2 separate regions of the Sus scrofa genome follow, and region 1 is linked to region 2. Evidence: chromatin contacts called from public Hi-C data. All regions are on one chromosome and are shown on one strand. The core of a region is the stretch at or near the end of the contact, and the rest is flanking DNA. Distances in the headings are between cores, read along the strand shown. Region 1 overlaps DCBLD1 (discoidin, CUB and LCCL domain-containing protein 1). Region 2 holds the start of GOPC (Golgi-associated PDZ and coiled-coil motif-containing protein).

Evidence for each region. A called contact is a pair of places that touch in the nucleus more often than the background predicts.
Region 1: a contact with region 2 is called in a Hi-C map of skeletal muscle, with 1.8 times the contacts expected there. The contact joins the enhancer-like site here to the promoter of GOPC in region 2. A contact is called at or near these places in 5 of 47 Hi-C or Micro-C datasets (embryonic fibroblasts, fetal heart ventricle, liver and 1 more).

What each region holds. Positions count from the first base shown.
Region 1 is chr1:44,297,947-44,304,380 of Sscrofa11.1, reverse strand. DCBLD1 (discoidin, CUB and LCCL domain-containing protein 1) reads left to right here. Exons shown (of 15, transcript XM_005654388.3): 15 at 1,216-3,273. The coding sequence ends at 1,718. Among named protein-coding and RNA genes, the nearest start is that of GOPC, 62 kb to the right of the region's middle. Within about 2 kb of position 1,325, at least 42 of the 83 cell types and tissues checked have an H3K27ac peak or open chromatin away from gene starts, as enhancers often do. A contact at or near this core is called in liver and skeletal muscle, where this site is marked.
Region 2 is chr1:44,237,418-44,243,942 of Sscrofa11.1, reverse strand. GOPC (Golgi-associated PDZ and coiled-coil motif-containing protein) reads right to left here and starts at 4,579. Exons shown (of 9, transcript XM_003121242.5): 1 at 4,049-4,579. The coding sequence starts at 4,336.

The sequences.
Region 1 (6,434 bases), core at 76-2,575, 64 kb before region 2:
CAAACTTGAACCCATTGTTCCTAACCCTCACCTCACATGCTCTGTGCATTCCTTCTCTAATTGCCTTTTGATTGTGGATCCTGTTTTTTCAGAGCTTTACATCTGGGAAGCATCCTCTTTCCTCCCACCCTGCCTACATCATTGGTGACAAATTCCTCTGATACCTGTCCCCTTTCCAAATAGCCTTTCTGAAGCTGCTGCCAGCCACCTGATTTGTGGCTTCTATATTTCATTTCTCTGCCTTTTACTTTTTGTTTTTTTGATCTTTCCTTCTTCAGTCTCCTTCTGGAGTTACATCTCTTTGCCAGTCTCTTATTTAGGGTCCTCAGTAGATTTCTACAGAATTAAATCAACTTCCTAGCAAGGCTTCTAGTGCCCTTTGTGATCTAGCATATGGGTAACAGCTCACACTTGGGACCTATGTTCGAATTCTAGCACTACTGGCTGCTACCCCTGTGATCTTGGAAAAATTACTTAATTTTGGAGTTCCCGCATGGCAGTGGGTTAAGTACCCAACTACAGTGACTTGCTGTGGAGGTGCAGTCCCTGGCCCAGGAACTTCCACATGCCATGGGTGCAGCCAAAAAGGTGGGGGGGGGGAATTAGTTAATCTCTCTCTGCTTCAGTTTTCCATTTGTAAAATGGAATAATAGTCCTCAACTCATAGTACTTCTTTTTTCAGAGGATTTAATGAATTGTTCTCTTAGTATCATAGAATAGTGCCTGGCACCAAGAAAGGACTCCCATAAATGGGAGCTTCACCATTATCATTAGTCCCAACCTATTACTTCACTCTTTATATTGTATTAAATTACTCCATGTCCCTCATACTCTGGCCACATCACACTGTCTGTGGTTAGTTAATAAGTTGTTCAATCACTATTCCCATTCTTCACGGTATTATCTCCACCTCCAAAATCTGGCCTCTCAAGAGCCAGTTTAAGAGCTGCGTGGAGTATTTTCCCTCATGGTCCTCTCTATGGTTAACCGTAATCTCCGCCTTTCTAGGTCCCTGCTACCCTTTTCGGCTTCCTAAAGCAAGCGTGTGGTTGTGTAGCCCATAAGTGTGGCGTCGGTGCCTTTTGCCCGGGCCTTCTCTTCACCCCTGGTACACGGCGGGCGCTCAGCAGAGCGGGTGCAGCGCAGCGCCCCTCTACGCACAGTGGGGGTGCCGGTGCGGGTGGGGTGCACAAACCTCTGCCCTTTGGGTTTCAGATTACCAGCAGCCTCTCATGATTGGCACCGGGACGGTCACCAGGAAAGGCTCCACCTTCCGGCCGATGGACACCGAGGCGGAGGCGGCAGGGCCGGGTGCCGAGTCCCGCAGCCACTACGACTGCCCCCTCCCGGCCAGCCGCCACCAGTACGCCCTGCCCTTGACCCACCCGGAGCCCGAGTACGCCACGCCCATCGTGGAGCGGCACCTGGCCCGCGCGCACACCTTCTCCGCGCGGTGCGGCCCCCGCGGCCCGGGCCCCGGGCCCGCGCACAAGCATTCCCTCTCCTCCGGTGCCTTCTCCTCGGACGCCGGCTACCAGCAGCCGCAGAGCCCCACGGGCCCGGGCTACGACAGGCCCACGGGCGGCGGCTTGGCCGTGGGGCGCGCCCCTCCCGACTATCAGAAGCCCCAGATCGGACCCGCGACCTCTGCTGCCTACTTGGCCCCCAGAGACTGCCTCAGACCCCTCAACCCGACGGCCATGACCGCTCTTCTGTGAACACAATGTGAAAGCAAGCTGCTGTGGTACTGAGCGTCGGCCCTGGAGGGAGGTGTGTGTGCGCGTGTGTGTTTTAATAGGATCCTGCTGTGGAGTCCTAGAGACTTCCTCTCACACTGTTTACAGAATTGTGCAGCTGGTTTTGTTCTGATCCTTAGAGCAAGCGTCTGTGGGTTTTTTGTTAGGCTAAAAAACTGAAAAATCTCATATGGCATTTTCACTTCTCTGACTGTGATAACTGAGCTGCTTCGGTGTAAAATGTGCAATCTGTACAGAGTTGTATTTAACAAAAAGTAACTTAAGTTTGCTTTAGCAGGTTTTAGTTCTGCACAGAGGTTAAGTGGAAGAACACAGCTGTTGCAAAAACGTTTATGAAGCTGTTGCAAAAACGTTTATGATAGTATGTCTACTTTTAAAATATATTTTTCTGATACTGTGTTAGCAGCAGGTCTGTTTAAAGTTAACCGTGTTGTTATTATGGTTCATTTCCTTTCCTTTGATACGGAGAACTAAAAGCATTGTTAACATTCTTCTCCTGGAAGGAATGAAATTACTTGAAGCATGAAAAGCACATCAGGGTGGTTGTTAGCAATTATGATTGTAGATTAAAAAGAACCAACAAACAAAACCCAACCATTTCAGCAGCTGCCTGTTCCTTAAACTCCACTTCAGGTGAGATGCAGTGGCTGGTCAGGACATGCAAGGAGCAGGTCCCCATGGCCTGCGGGGGACCTCACTGTCCTTGGCCTGGGGGACCTGGCTCTCTGAGCAGCTGCCTCCATCACACTGTGCTTCTTGCTCACCTCTGGCCTGGCAGATACTGTACAGCTTTCACATGCAAATCTGCCTTTTCAAACTGTCTTGCAAAGACAAATGCCGAGACTTCCAGCAACCAAACTGCTCTCTCAACTGAATGAAGCAACCAAAACTGCTCTCTCAACTGAATGAAGGTGGCACAGCAATTTCACTCTGAATTACTGTGTCAGATGCTTTTTTGTACCTCAGATTAAAAATATTGCTGAAATCAGACGCCCACACGTTTCATGACTTTCTTCTGAAATAGCACACTGTACTCTGAAACACAAAAAGTTATTTGGAGTGTTTTCTTAGAAAAGTGACTGAAGCCAGATCTACAGAGCTTTTCTACTGAGATGGTTAGAAACAACGTATTTTGTAAGAGAATTTCCCTCAAGTACATGTCTCTAATTCCAGATTAGCCCAGACCTCAGCTGCACCTCCTCTTCCATAGTTTTTATCTGAGCTTGCTTTGTGAGTTCACTGTGAGGGGAATTTAACCTCTTTTGCCAAAGAGGAAAGTGTTTTGTTTGTTTTTAATTGAAAATGTGGACCAAAAGTCCTTTCCCTAAAAAAATGTATTATAATCCTATTTGTACGACTGTGACTTTCTGTGAAACACACAAATTTTAAAATACTGAGGTGCTGGCAGGTCACGGCAGACTATCTGTGGTTATTGTGGAAGATAAACCATTTACCTTGTGAGTTTACCTGGTTTTCTATGCATACTAATTGTAATAAATTATGCAAAACCAACGTGCCCCTCTCTCTCATTGGCGTCCTGCTTGGTGGGCTTTTGAAGGTACTTGAGGCTCAGCCTCCTAAAGAGGGCAAGGAGTACAGTGGAAAGAGCACAGGCTTGGAGTCCCACAGGACTTGGTTCCAGACCTGGGTCTGCCACACAATAGCCAAGGGATCTTGAGCCGATTATTCTGGAAATAAATGAAGACCAACCAAATGAGAACAAGCAAAGCCTATTCAGAACTTGCTAGAGCAGAGGAATCCGCCACCATTACTTCCGTTTTGGTAGAGACTCACAAGCCACGGAGGAGTGGGAAAGCTTTACAGTGGGAAAAGGGGAAGTCTTCAAATATGCCCTGAATGGAGGCTCTTGGCTAGGGGAGGCTGCAGGATGGATTAACTAGAAGGGGGTCATCTTCTATAATTGGTTAGAGGTGCATATTTGGCTTCCCCCTGATTGGTCCTAAGTTGGAAATGGGGACAAAATCAGGAATGCTGTCAGTTATTAATCAAATCCTAGCAGTTTGTGGTCAATTGTTTCAGGTGTATTTTAGTTTGGCTTCCTGGATTGTTACCAGAAATAAAAGTCTGACTTGCTACAAGTCTGATTTCTAGCAGCTTGCTTTCTGGGCTGGTTACTATGGATAAGAATTGGCTTCCTATGCCTCTTGCTGTAGGTTGCTGGCCAGAGTTGTTTTTACTTATGATCTGGCCATGATCCATTTATATATTCAGTTTGTCATTACATAACCTTGAGCCTCAGTTTCCTATTCTAAAAGGATGTGAACGTGCCTTCCTCCAAGGCTTCCAGATAAGAATTAATTGGGACATTTGGGCTGTATATATTTTTAACATTAAAAAATTAGTCCACAGAACAAACTTCTTTACAGCGGAGCTGTGTCCATCTGTCATATTTCTTCCCTATACACATGATCTAATCATGACAGGGGAGAATAGGGCTTGGCTTTGGAACACCACTTCCTCAGGATGGCCTCTCTGTAGCCGAGGATGGGTAGCTCAAAAGTCTGTCTGATACACCCAGCACAGCCAAGCCTAAACTAGAGGATAAGAGCAGAAAAATACTGTTTTTCTTTTTCATTGTTTTGCAACATTAGCACACATGATAAGGTGGGAGTGAGATTAGTTCTGTTTTCCATGTTATCAAATACTATTGGGAGGCAAAGATTGCATTCTCTCATTTCTTACAATTGTGGCAGAAACACATCTGCTCTGACAAGGCTGCTGAAACTTTGCTCTGGGTTCTGTTATTATTATTTACACTTGCACTGGTGCTTATAGTCAGCCTAGAAAATATCTAGAAAGAATGCTAGAGATTTTTCTGTGTTTATTTTACCCTGCTTTAGATTCCGAGCAGAAACTGAAATCACATTTATACAATAGGCACAACTATAGATACCATGAATAGCCTTTCATAAAAACATCCCCACAAGGCCTTTCATAAATTCATGTATCAGTTCAGTGATCCAAGTGTAGCCACCAGTGTGGCCTCACACTTCTCAAAATGCTTCTCTTGCATTCATTCATTCATATGCCAAATAGTTATTAAGGTTCTGAGACCAATGATCACTCTGCACTTACTTGAGCAAGACTGAATGCCTAGGCTCTTGCAGAACCTGGGAGGAGCTGAGTCCCACTAATGAGAAGCTACAGCTGAATATGGTCCTCCTAGCAGTCCCTGTCCCTACCTGCAGCCCACCCAGTCACCCACTGCCCCTCGAACCCACACTGCTGGGTTCATGGCCCACTGCAGATCTCACCTCCCGCTAAGTGTCCTTCTTCCAGCCTCTGCCTGTCCTGGGAATAAATCCCCCTAGATGAGATGCTTTAAAGATTTTTCATGCTGCTTTTGATATTCTGCAACTTTGCTACTTTGTGTTTGGCTGTGAATTCGTTTGTTTTCACTTGAGGCTTGAGCTTCTAGTATCTTAGGATTCCTCTTTATCAACTATGAAAAATTCTCAGCCCCTTTTCCCAGTACTACTTGCCTCTTTGCTGTTTTCTTCCTTCACCCCTGGAATTCCTGGATGCTCATTGGGAACTTCTCATCCTCTCCCCCATGTCTCTTCATGCCTCTTATTTTCCATCTCTTTTTTTCTATGCTGCGTTCTAGGTAAGTTCCTAAAAAGCAACATGGCATAGTGGTTGAGTTCATGGTGGACAAGGAACTTGGACCTCTGTGCACCTGTTTCCTTATTACCTGGGAGGGGGAACAACACTGTATAGGATAACATATTACTAATTTCCAATTCTGCTATCTAATTCAGTCATTGAGGTTTTTTTTTTTTTAATGTCAATTTAAAAAATTTCTGGAGGGTCTGTTGATTCTTCAAATCTGTCCTTTTATACATTGTCTATATTTTCTTTGCCTTTGATTCCTTCTTTTAATCATTTGAAATCTTCATCTCATTTAGAGTAAAAGCCCATGCCTGTGCAATGATTTATAAGGTTCTGGCAACACTGTTGAGTAGAATTTCTACAAGAATGGAGATATTCTCCCAACTGCTCAGTCGGGTAGCCACTTGCCACATGTGGCCATCGAGCACTGGAAATGTGGCTGGAGTGACAGAGGAATAAATTTTTAATTTTGTTGACTTTTCATTTATCTAAGTGCAGATAGCCACATGTGGCTACTTGCTGGACAGGACAGACCTGTGATCTGCATCCCCTACTGTGTTCTCACCTCTCCGACCTCTTCTCCCACCTTGTTCTCCCCTCCAGCCACATGGGCCCCCTGGCTGTCACCTGCACATGCCAGGAGCACATTCTGCACTTGTTATTCTCTCCCAGGAAAGCTCTTCCCCTGCATATCTGCATGGCTTGTTCTTTCACCTGAGGTCTTCCTCCCTCTCCCTGTCTGAAAACTGTACATTTCTCCCTGCCACATTATCTGTCTTTCCTGCTTCACTTTCTCCTTAACACGTGTCACTGTCTAATCCAACACAATTTTATTTTCTTATTATCTGACTCTCCCACTAGACCATATCTGCTGAGGGAAATGATTTTTGTCTGTTTTGTTCCCTAAATATTTCCAGCTCCTAGAAGAGTGTTCAAGGGGTATTTGCTCCATGAAATGGGCACACAAGTTCTTGGGGCTCTGTCCTATTTGTTGTTTCTACTGACTTATTTGGGATGGTTGGTGTCTCTGTGTAGTTTCAGAAT
Region 2 (6,525 bases), core at 3,330-5,829:
GGATGTTTCTCATTGGCTTGTAAACATGTTTTAAGTTTATTTTTCCATTTAAAAACAAAATGAAAACAACACCTTCCTTGAAATCACACTCCCCCTCCTGGCTATAGAGCTACACTTACTCCTTCTGCTTGCTTTTCTCTCCACCTCCTCCTTCCCCAACTAGATACAAATGTGTGTTTCTGGAGAGATTGGTTTACCTATTTCTGTTGTCTTGGGTCCCTTACTTAATCCCTGTAAATGGAAATAACAATACTAAACCTACCCCATAGAACTATTGTGAGAATTAGGTGAATCAACATATATATAAAAGATTTAGGATAGAGCCTGGCCCATAGTAACTGATCAGAAAGTTCGTGATACAGTTATTACTAATAATATCTCATATACACCCATCTATTTAGCCAACTAACACTGTGGATTCATCCTGAATTCCCTCATCCCTCTGTTTTGATCCACCCCTAGATTTTGTTCATTTTTATCTCTCAAATCTCTTTTGTTCTGAACACTTTCCTCCATCTCCGCTCTTATTCTGTAATATCATGGATCAGAATAAGAGCCACCTAAATGATTTCCTGCATTTACTCTTGTTATTCCCCCAAACTGTCTCCTTACCATAGCCAGAGAGAACTATTCTAATCTCACATCTGAGGCTACCACCTAGTTTAAAACATTACCCATTGTTACAATACATCCCCCAATCTACTGCATGGCTTAGAAAATCATGTAGATATGTGGTCCCTACCTATCTGTTCACACTTACTTTGCATCTCACTTCTTTTGCCTTCTGATCTTATACCAATTCTTTCAATTCCTCAAATGTGTTAAGTACTTAACCATCACAGGTGCTTTCCACTTTCTGTTCTCTCTACCGGGACGGTATTGCCATTTCTCTTGGCATAATTAACTCCTACTCATCCTTTATGTCTTAACTCAATGGTCAGTGATCAAGCCTTCTCTGATCCACCAGAATAGGCTCTCATTATGCACCTCAAAGTTGGAATTTCACATTTATGTGATAATTATTTCAACAACTTCCCCAATAGAATCCAAGTTCTGTAACAGCGATAACTGTATCCGTTTTTGCTCTCCCCTGTATCCCAAGTGCCCAATACAGCATATGACACATACTTAGTACTCAATAAAAATATACTGGATCAATATTAAACTTCAAGTTCAATGCTGCAAAACAACCTTACTTCTTGTTTAAAAACAGAATAGCTTTAAAGCAGAAAAAGGATAGTAGATCACTGGTTCATTATCAGTGTAGCTCTAGACCAAAATTAAAATTTTCTCCACTGATGGCTGTAAAGAGTAAATCACTTTAAAAAGAGATACTGATTCAGCAACTACTGAGGGAAAGAAGGATGTGACAGAACATGTATTGTTTTGTTGTCATTTTAAAGAAGGGGTGAACAGGCAGAAGACTATATTTCAAGGCAGAGAGCTAAGTTTTTCTAAAGTACTGGTTCTCAACCTTTGTTCTACTCCAAGGCACCTACTACTGCTACTACTACTATTACTACTACCGCTATCCCAGTCAGTACCTGTGACTCCAGCACAGCTGTCACCAAGTGGCTCGCCACAGCGGGAATTCTCAAGCAGGTGGGAAGTATAAGAGAGATGTGAGAAATCTGAAATGGTACCACCTGAAAATATTCTGAATTCTCTGCCCTTCCCTCCCCCTTATAGCCATCCCTCTCCCCAAATATAATTTAAGGAAAAAAGGAGTCAGATAGATGTCATTTATATTTAATTTTTAAGTGCAACGTATAATTTGTTTTGCATCAACATTGTTTTCCTAACTACTAACTACATTAATATTAAATGTAGTATTAACTAAAGACACAAAGGACAAGGGAAGGGCTAATCTGGAAGGATACTCAAGACCAATTTAAACCATAAGTTGCCTATACTAGAGGTATCTGTATCTTAATTATGTTATGGTAATATGTTTTAAGGTATTTATCTCTAAAACCATTGACTTTTAGTGCACATGTGCTATATTAAGCCATAACTGACCTCAAAAATTATGTCCTAATGTATCCTTAAAACAACAGAATTGAATTCACTTACTAAGAAATAAACCGGCCAAGAATGTGTGGACATTTTTCTAAAATTTCAAGGTCTAAATAGATTGTTAACACTACATGAGACAACCTCCGAAATTCTGCAGATGATACAAAGGCAGGTCTGCTTTGAAAGGCACTACTAACCATGAACCTCCCTCCTCAATAAAACACATAACTGATTCCATGAAAACTGTAGAAATTGTTAAATGTAGGAATAACCCCACAGACAGAGAAGTCAACTATAACTGAAAAAACACATAATCACCATTTTCTGAGATCTTTAAGTCAAAGATTTCAAACATTCTCACCCTGTGATAGGCTAGCATTTCTTATTTTGAGAAATAATGGCCACCTTCTAAGCCAGGAGGTGGAACAGAATCAGAATATGTAACTACGATTTCTAAAAATAAACTTGCATAATTTTATTATAGCTCTGAATACTCATTTAAAAAATGTAAAGATGAAAAAATACAGCACCAGCTCCTGCTCAAAGACCAACCCTTTCTCCAAAATTGGGTTTTATATCTGACAACAAAAAATCACTTTAAAGTTTCCTTAATTCTTTCGAAAAATTAGTTAGATATTGTCTCATTTTTTAAAAGTTGTTTATCTTCAGTAGATACTTTCAGTTGTAAATTAAGAGTAGCCAAAGCCACTCTTGCTGTTATTCAAACTATTTCTAAAGACCATCCAATGCAATTTCACTACTATCTTCTAGAAACTATCACTAATCAAGAAATTAAGAGATATTTACATATACCTAGAATAAGAAGTGATTAGCTTCGCATCAACACTTCCATTCCAACCTCTTCAGAAAGGATGAAAGAAATTAACCGTCCTTGCAGTGGAGAAGAAATCTCCCATATGCAATTCTGTGCTAATCAAAGATAAATTACACCACCTCTTTCACAGCTGATAGGAAAGCAAAAGAACGCTAACCACTAAGCAAGGAGAGGATGTATTTCTGATATTCATATAGATTTGGATCCAATGGGCACTCTCAATTATCACAACTGATAGTAATGATGATTTCTTATGAAATCTAGTGTTCAAAGAGCTTTGTACATCACTGATTATACCATTTTTATCTACTTTAAAATGAAAGCTGCATTCTTGTATTTAAATTATCTAGTTAGACAATGCTCTTTATGTAACAGTGTTAATACATCCTGATTTCTAATTATTGTAATGTACTAATTTACTTTTCTGCAAAACACGGTAGTTTTGTTTTGCACCACCACTACTCTACCCACACCCAAGACTAGAAAGAGACTAAATCAAATGGTCATTCTTCACACACTCAAAAATAAATCTAGACTTAGGGAAATATGGTAAAGTATATAAAACCTCAATGTTAGAAGTCATGCGAATAACTAGGGCTCTCTGGTTGAATCTGCTTGTAATTTAAAGACCAACTAACTGTAAAGTGAGAAGGACACTGATACCATCTTGTTTATCCTACTAAATTTCCTAAGCTTTTATCAAATTCCCCTAAACAGTTCATGCAGACAAGGAATAGTCTGTGTGAAACAACAGAAATTGATCTGAAATAGCTAAAAATAAGGGCTGTGTCCGCTAGCGATATACAATCCTAGTTTATCAATGTGAAAGTAGATCCAAAAACTCAAATGTTAAAAGGTGTACGAAAGTGTTCTTACAATAGAGAATCTTTGAGCCCAAGTCTTAGGTTTGTTAATGTAATATGCACAAGTAGACTGATACACTTAGTTCCTGTTTCCTCCTCAAAGAGATACTAGGAAGGTGGATGACAGGCTCCCAGGAAGACCTACACGTCAAACTACACAACTTTTTCTACTCTAATCTCACTTCACTCTGCTTCCTGCACACAACGCACTCCCCCGTCACATATGAAAGCCCAGGTGCCCTGGTTAGCAGTTTTCTAGGGTCGTTTCACTGGTGCGTTAAACGGGACCTGATGACTGGAGCTGAATGCCACCCCTCCAGAGCCCATTGCTCACCTCTAGCTTGTGGTTGATTTGGGACACAGTCTGGGCTTTGTGGCAAAGCTGCGCGAAGCAGGAGCTCAGGCTGGTCATTTTCTGCCTCCCCTCATAAGTGATGTCCGCCTGATCCGGGTCAATCTCGCCCAGAAGCAGATCCACATCCACGAAGGCTTTGTCGAACTCCTTCTCCAGCACCTCCAGCCACCGGAACATGGATACCCCGCCAGGGGGGACCCCCACAGCACAAGAGGCACCCCCTGGGCCCCCACCGGCTCCTGCCGGGCATGGGCCGCCAGCCGACATGGCGCCGTCTAGGGCCTCCCGCGACTGCTGCTGACCCCGCTGTCCACCCGCGAGAGGAACTGCTGGGACTGCAGGAAGCCCCGCGCACACACGCTCCGTCGGTCCCCTCCCTTACCCTCACGCGGCTAACGCCGGCAACGCAGCCCGGAGTGGCAGGAGTAGCAAAGCTGAGGCGGCGGCGGCAACCGCACACGGAAGACTCCAGCAGTCCCACCTCCCGGCCCGCCCCCACTGCGCATGCGTAGAAAAGACCAAGGTGGACGCAGCCGGGAGAGACGAAGTGGGCGGGGCTAGGATGCGACGTAGGCCTATGAAAAGCCTCTGCTTGGGACCGGCCTGTCAGCCGCCATATTGACAACTGGCAAACTCTAGCTTGAATACCCGAAAAACAGAGGCTCGTGATGTTGGCTTCCAAGTTGGAAAGGCCTGAGGAAGAGAAGTGTCCACGTAGCAAAGCGGAAGAGATTCTGCCCGTTTGACTTCACAGTGGGCGGGACCCATTCTAAAATCGTCTGGGAAGTTGCTGCTTTGACGTACCGGGGGAGGGAAGGAAGAGTAAGGAAGGGCCATTTGAGCATGCGCAGTGGCCACGTTTTCCCTTTTCCAGTTCGGTTCCTGATTAGGATGAGGTGGGTAGGGTCGATGGACACACTGGCTCTTCTAGATAAACCAGGCCTTAAATTCCCGGTGGAAACTGCCTAGAACTGCATATTGAAGGACAACGGTTCACCAGGTTTTGCTGAATTAATACAAGACCTTTTGTCTTGTCCTTAAAAGGCAGGCGGCCTTGGATTCAAGTTTTAAACCCTATCACATACTAGCTGTGCCATCATAGTTGTATTCTTTAACCTCGAAGCCTCAGTTTCCAGCATTTACTTCACTCAGGAACAGGATAAAATGTTTTGCTTCAGTACTTGGCACTTGGTGTTCCTTATTACTATACAGGTCATGCTTTTTCAAGCAACTACCTAAAAAGGTGTACTTGTTTTTAAAAGTAGTACAGTGTTCCTACACATAAGACAAAATTATAAAGATTCATGCATTCATAAATATATTGAATGCAGAGTCCTATTGAGGCATTGGGGACACAAAAATGAATGGAGACATGACTCTCACTTAAGCGGAGCTCATAGGCTACTGGGTCTAACTCTCCTAGCTACAACTTTAATTTGAATTTTGAAAGTATTGAGCAACTGCTCTTTACCATTTCACCTACTGTCTCTCTACTTCAAGAGTAACCCCCAGTCTTGATAAGGAAAGGAGAAACCAGTCTGCGAGTAGGCTGGTAAGAACTCTCTTTCCTAGGAGTCATGGCCTAAGGGAATATTTTACCAGCACACTCCAAACTCTTCCAGTTTTCTCCACAGGGCAGGCCCTTCGCTAAGGCAATGTGGTGAGGAATAAGAAATCATAGTTTTAGGGTTTTTTTCTGGGTCACGGCAAACTCTACTATATCACCCGATAAAGTCCTTTGGCTTCAGCAAACAGCTAAGTAAAACTAATCAGAGATCCTTGCCTAGAGCTTAAATAGACCCTTTCACAGGGGCCTATTTAACATAAAACTAAGATTTACATCTTTCCCCGCTCCCTTCCAAATTAACTTTATTTTTATCAGCAATATTTGCAAGAACATCACTACTGCAGCTACCACGTCTCCAGCCACTTTCTCTATTCATAATATAGTTAGCAGTCCCATTTTCAGGAATTTAAAGTACAAACATAAAGTTGGGGTTGAGGGGCCCAGGTACCAAATCACAACAATAGCTTTCAGTTGTTGAATACACACTATGTGTTCGGCATTGTGCTGTTTGCTTTATTGCTTTGACTCTTACAAAATCCTGTGAGCTAGCTGTTGTTAGCTTTTTATAGATGCATCATAGAGAACTTAAGTATCTTGTTAGCTTGCTATACAGCTAAAAATCCACTGAGATGAGATTTCAATCTAGGTGTCTTTTCCTCCAAAATCCTAGCTGTTAATCATGGAGTATAGAAGGATGAGGAAATCCATTGCTTCATGTATAAGTTACCTGTGAAATGAATTGACAAATCAGTCCCCAAGTTTTTTTCGAAAAAAATTTCTTCCCAGTGATAAGCCATATACAACTGTTAATATATGAGAAATATTATCCCAAAGAGTAATTGTAATATTCATTTCTATATCTTACCACTTTCTCTTTTTTTTTGTTTGG